Regions from separate parts of the Rattus norvegicus genome. Here region 1 is linked to region 2. A link is a contact called in public HiChIP or PLAC-seq data. All regions are on one chromosome and are shown on one strand. The core of a region is the stretch at or near the end of the contact, and the rest is flanking DNA. Distances in the headings are between cores, read along the strand shown.

What was found. HiChIP or PLAC-seq counts read pairs in DNA pulled down with a chosen protein or histone mark.
Region 1: an H3K27ac HiChIP or PLAC-seq map of oligodendrocytes shows a contact between it and region 2, with 2.4 times the contacts expected there. The contact joins the promoter of Ugdh here to the promoter of Smim14 in region 2. A contact is called at or near these places in 1 of 12 Hi-C or Micro-C datasets (mammary epithelial cells) and 1 of 1 datasets of contacts at active chromatin or transcription factors (oligodendrocytes).

What each region holds. Positions count from the first base shown.
Region 1 is chr14:43,201,107-43,204,328 of GRCr8, reverse strand. It overlaps Ugdh (UDP-glucose 6-dehydrogenase), which reads right to left and starts at 1,811. Exons shown (of 12, transcript NM_031325.2): 1 at 1,709-1,811. The region is part of intron 1 of Rplp2l3 (ribosomal protein lateral stalk subunit P2 like 3); the gene reads left to right.
Region 2 is chr14:43,135,550-43,138,410 of GRCr8, reverse strand. Smim14 (small integral membrane protein 14) reads right to left here and starts at 1,402. Exons shown (of 5, transcript NM_001037792.1): 1 at 1,316-1,402. All of the region lies in intron 1 of Rplp2l3 (ribosomal protein lateral stalk subunit P2 like 3), which reads left to right.

The sequences.
Region 1 (3,222 bases), core at 562-3,061, 66 kb before region 2:
ATGGGAAATTACTTAAGAAGAAGGATACAGTATAGTCAATGCAAATCAAATAAAGTCACTTGGAAGTTTCAAAAGAATCCTAAATAAACTTTAAAACGGAGTTTGATACAATGTTATCAATACAGCTTCTATGACAGATGTTTCTGATTCTGTTTTTCTTCTTCCTCCTTTTAGTGTTTTGTTTGGTGATATGCAGGCCTGGCACACGTGGAGGTCAGAGGACAACTTTTGGGGTGCAGGCTTTCCTTTCGCTGTGTGTTCTGGGGATCGAGTTCAAGGCTGTCAGGCTTGTGCCACAACTGCTTTAACCAGCAGGCTCGTCTCACCATATTCTACTTCTATATGCTCTAGCCCTCACTGTGTTGACAGAAAAGTGGGCCTGTTTGCTTACACAGGCATTCTGAAATGAGTCTTCACCTCAAAAAACATTTTGGGATCCACAATATACCATACCATCCTGAAAATCTCATAAATTCAGATAAGCATTTCAACCTACAAGATGTCAGTCACTAACAGCCAACAAATGTCCTATACTGCAATCTGAACAGAATATCATCCGTCTGCCACCCCTTTCCCAGTTACAGGAGAACGAACTAAACAGCAGACATGATAAGGCAGCTGGATACACCAATCTCAGTCATTTCCTGGAGGCACACTTAAAAGATTCCTGATGGGGGGGGGACTATTGTGAAAGACTTAATTTTATGTCTAACGGGAATGATACACACTGTGGAAATTCCAGAAAAGAGAGAGCATGCCTAGTGGGTAGAGATTTTATAACAGAGAAAGCAATACAGAGATAAAAAAAGGGGGGGGCAAGCTGGGGAGTGGGGGAATGTCTTTTCCAAACCAAGGTTGTGTAGCATTCAGCTCAGACTAGAAGCTGAGTGCTCAAAAGCGCAGCTCACAGCAGAAACACTCAGCTCTTTCAAGTCCAGAACCCCTCAGAAGAAACAGACCAGACTACTGTTCTCCATTTCTTAGGGGATTTGAAAAAAACCTCAGACTGGCCTTTGAGGTGAGTGGATGAACAGTTAGTCTTCTGTGTACCCCACATATGAGCTCTCTCCCAGCCAGCCCCTCCTTTCTTTATACGAGATTTCTCAACCAACCCTACTCAATTACACATAGTATGTGAAGATTTTCAAGATCTCACAAAAACATGGTCTCTGAAGCCCCCAAGAAAGGCCTTCCCTGACATTAAGTAGAACGTCTAAACATATGTCCAAAGGCCAACAATGGACTGCAGGAGCCAATCCCTTCCTCCCAACCCCCAGGACATAGGATAAATGCTTCATCTTCAAGAGGATTTGCTTTCTACTTAGGGGCTACCAGAGGAGAGCAGCCCAGGTGAGCAGACTCTAATCCCCAACAAAGCTTAGGACTATGAAGCGCCCATTAGGCCCTACAGAGAGGACCCTTTCCTTCGGGGTGGCGGGGGGCGTTTGGCTGTTTGAACCGGCGGGAAAATCTCGTACGTTTCAAATCGGAAAATGGAAAGAATGAGAATTGGCTTGAAGATACACGAGTTGCGAATTAAAAGCCCGGTTCGTCTGATCTCCTGCAAGCGCACGACGTGATACCCGCCGGGCCCGAAAAGGAGGACAAGGATGGTGCAGTAGGGAGCCTCTCCAAGAGCGGGAAGCGGCCGGGACCGCGCGCACACCCGGGCCGCGAAAAGGGGACGCCCGCAAGGATTGGTGCTTACCCACTTCCAAGGCCAGGACACAGCGGCCGCGCAGATCACGTTCTCTCGGACAGCGCCTTCCTCCCAAGCCACAAGCTCCACACACCTCTCCGCCCGCCGCTCCCCGAGGCGGGGGCCCGCGGCCGTATTTAAATGCTTCTGCTGGGGAAGGCGGAGGCTTCATTCCCTTGCAACCAGGCCTCCCGGGACTCTGGACTCGGCCACCGCCCCGCACTGCCCCGCCTCCCTTCGCTCCAGGCCCCTGGGCAGGCCTCTATTTCCTTCTGGACCTAGAGGGGTGTAGGGGGCGGGCCCAAATGTATGACCACGCCCCTTGTGGAGACAAGGCGAATCAGCTGGAGCCAACTCACGGGCTCCGCCCCCGCCCGCAGCGAGCGGCCCTGGGCGTGGCTGCGTGCGCCGCGGGTCCCGCTAAACCGACCGGCTGCAGGAGTGGGTGTTGTGGTCCGGATTAGTCGTTATGGTCCGTGTTTCTTCCCCTGGGTCCCTGGAATCTGGGATGAGGAAGGTTCGCGCGTGCCAAATGAACCACCAGTGATCACAGGGCCTGGGGTTGTGGGGGTGGGGGGAGGCGAGCCCACAGAAAGGTCTTCCGGCTTTCTGGCCTTCCGCTTATCCTGGAGCCAGAGCTCGGTTCTCAGCCACCGGACTCTGATGGAGGGCCTCTGCTGCCCTTCAAGCCCCTGGGTCTGCCGCCCTTCAGACAGCTGCCCAGAGTTTAGTCACGTCCCATCCCTATGACTCCGGGTCTGGGAAGGAGATGCCTCAGGTCGAAACGATGTTGAGTTCCATAATGACTGAAGCAGTGTCTCCCCGTTGGTCCTAGGCCAGAGAACCCCGCGCCTACGCCCGGAGGGCGGAGGACGTATTTTCCAGGAAAACTTTCCAGCCAAATTCTAAAGGGAGGTTGCATGATGCATAGCAAGGCGTATGCAACGTAGACATGTGTGGGTGTGTATTTGCGTGTGTATATGTGGTACTAGAGATTGAACTCTAAGCATTCTACCACTGAACTGTCTCCAATCCTTACAAATGGATAAAAAGAGCAAAATTGCCACCTAGAGAAAGGGCTAAGGGGTTCACTCCCCAGGACACACATCCGGAGACTCAAAACTGCCTGAAACTCCAGCTCCAGGTGTCCATGCTCTGTCCACCAGCACAAACGTGGCACACACACAGACACCTGTACACATAAAAAGTAAAATTAGTTAGCCTGCCCACGGGAGTCTTTTGAGACATGGCCTCTGTGTAGAGGTGGCAGATCTGGAACTCTCTGTATAGTTCAGACTGGCCTTAAACCTTCAGTGATTCCCTTACTTGACCTCCCAGGAATCATGATTACTGGCACGCCCACTTTTAATGCGAAGGTTTGTTTTGTTTCTTTTGCTACTAAGGATCATCTTAAGACTGAAATCAAAAAAGAGAAAAAGCAAGATAAGAGGTGGCTCAGCGGTTAAGAACACACTGGTTGCTCTTCTAGAAGTCCTGAGTTCAATTCCCAGCACCCACATAGC
Region 2 (2,861 bases), core at 153-2,652:
AGAATAGAAAAAGAGTGGGTATATACATATCTATATCTATATCTATAGATATAGATATATGAAAGGGGGAAGTGCAAAAAGAAAATTCTCCTTTATCTATATCAACAGGATTCCAAGTATGGTAGAAGGAAAAAACCCACGACCAATACGGGAGGAAAAGATTTGATAAGAGGTCTGTTACTGACCAAAGGTACACCCTTCAAAGAGAGGGGTCTAAATTCCTAAGAATTCTGTCCAGATTTGATGGAAAGCAATCAATCTGTTTTTATCGTTCTTTCCTGCTGCTTTCCACAGAAACGCTTTAATTAAGTATCTTGGAGAGGGGGAAATGTCCCTTTTTAAAATCACGATGGAATATCCAGGCATGGTTTTCGGGACTGAGTGCGGAGGGCAAAAGGGTGGGCGGCTACACTACAGGAATCTGCGCGAGCAGTGAGTCACCTGAAGCAGGAGCACGCAGCTGCTTCCCCTAACCTCCACATCAGACACGGGGCAGCAGAGTGCCTCCTAAGCGTTTCCAGACTAGAATCCTTGGGAAATTGCAGGTTTCTCCAAATTCTGGTACGAATAGCTGCCAACTAACACCACAGCATAAAACCCGGAGGGTGTCTTCCACAAATGCAGGTATAAATTCTTCCTTACGCTCATCAGGCGCTCCAGATGTAAACCCAGGGCATTCCGTTAAGGCCGCATCCTCGGCTTTTCCAACTGGGGCAACTAAAAGCATCCTGCCGCCTCTCTACAGTTAGCAAGTATCATCTTGGCTAAAATCCTAACGTTTAACCAGCCACTTCGGAAAACTTCGGCTTTAAGCAGCGATACCGATCTCAAACCACTGCCAGGCTGTTGCCCCGCATTCCTTCCAATAACGGCGCTGCTACCTGCTCCATTGTCAGCCCCGGCTCCACAAACTGAACCAACAGAAAAGGGGAATCCTTTAAATCCGCAACACAATGGAGGCTAAAGGAGAGCTCTGGCTTTCAGGATGGCAGCTACCACACACAACAAAGGGCCGCGTCCGGGTGACTTCATCGAACCCACCAGGCAAACGCCACCGCCCGGCTTTCGGGGTTACTGTCCCCAATCCCCTGCACGCCCGCGCCGCCTATGTGGCCCTAAAAGTGAAACCACCCGGGCTGCGGGTGCCTGGCCAGCCCAGTTGCAGACTGCCGGGCCAGCGGCTGCGGGCTCCCCAGGTGCAGCGCCCAGCTAGAGGCGCCCGGTCTGCCGCAGCGGTCCCCGGGCACGCGCGGCCACAGAAGTGGCAACGCGAAGAGGGTCGCCGAGGAGGGCGGTGGGCCAGGGGGACACTCACCCGCCCAAACAAGCGGCGGGCGGGGAGGGTGGCGGCCGGGAGCGTTCCGGACGCCGCTGAAGCTGCCTCTGCTGCTGGCCGCCGGCCTCCTCCCCTCTGTTTGGATTCGATAGACCACGTCACTCTTAGCCACGAGACCCGGATCTGCCGGCTCCGGAGGGCGGCGCAACAGATTGTAGCGCCCGGAGCCTCCCGTGACCCTACCTAGTGAGCATGCGCGTGTCGCGCCGGCCACCTGCGTCGGAGGGGGGCGGCTCCCGCAGCCTCAGTGCTGACGTGTGTGGGCGCGCCGGGTGCGGAGGAGGCAGTTCCGGTGTGTGTGGTGGGGTGGGGTTGCTCCACTGTGAAAGAAGGGTGCTCGTGCTGTTGGATTGTCCCACGTAGCCTCCGAGTTGTCTTATCCTCTGACGTGTGTATTTGTTTGCTGAGGGAATGGCTTCTGTCCATCGCAGTATTTAGTCATACTTTGGTGGAAGGGCGTGCGCACACAAATTGATGACTGCCGAGACCCGGTCTACCTGCAGAGGTGGTGGTAGTTCATCGTCAGGCACTCGTGAAAACCGGAACTCGAAGATTACAGAAGCATGTCAGCTGTGGGGGGTTTGAGTGATCCTGATAACGTTCGAATTTTGGACTGGAAAACAGACCTAAATTAAGTTCCACATTAACGTTAAAAGAGATGTGTTAGAAGCCGGGTGTGACAGCTCAACAGCAGACAGAGACAGGCAGGCTGGTCTACTGAGCGAGCTCCAGGACATCCAATGCAGCAAATGAAGGGCGCCTACCCTTGGGTTTGCCCTCCTGGTGAGGGAGGGAATGTGACCAAAGGAAGTAGCACCACACGTTTCTTTGGCTAGGGAACTAGGAAGCAGTATTTCAACAATCCAAAGACAGCTTAATTTCTATGTAAGAAAGGTCGGGAAATACCAGCAAGTAGAAGTGTGGAGCCTGATAAGCAAAGAAGAGCATCTGTGGAAGCAGTTGTGGAAGCCCTTATTCTGCAGATGTATCCAATGACCTCAGAGGAAACTAAGCATATTTTTATAAGAAAGTACAAGAAAATTATTCCAAGAATCTAAAGTTTGAACCAAAAATAGTGAACTCCAGAAAACATCCACTTGGAATTTCATTTTCTTCCCTAATATTTTAACAATCTGACAACAACAACAAAACCTTTAAAACAGTGCTGTCCAATTTGTCTTAAGCTACAAGCTTTAAAAGTTCCATGATCGGGATTGGAGATTTAGCTCAGCGGTAGAGCGCTTGCCTAGCAAGCGCAAGGCCCTGGGTTCGGTCCCCAGCTCCGAAAAAAAGAAAAAAAAAAGTTCCATGATCTACAGAGGTATGGCCTGCACACTTTGGTAAGGTTACAAGTTAGAAAAGAAAACAAAAACTGACAAGCCAAAACAAGCATGGGAGCTCTGTCTTTTTCTGCACACTACAAAATTTCATTGAAGAAACATCCCAAATAAAAAAAGAAGAAAGAAACCTTCATGATTCTCCGTTGCTGAGTTGAGAAAAACAAAACTGACCATGCAGTGATGGC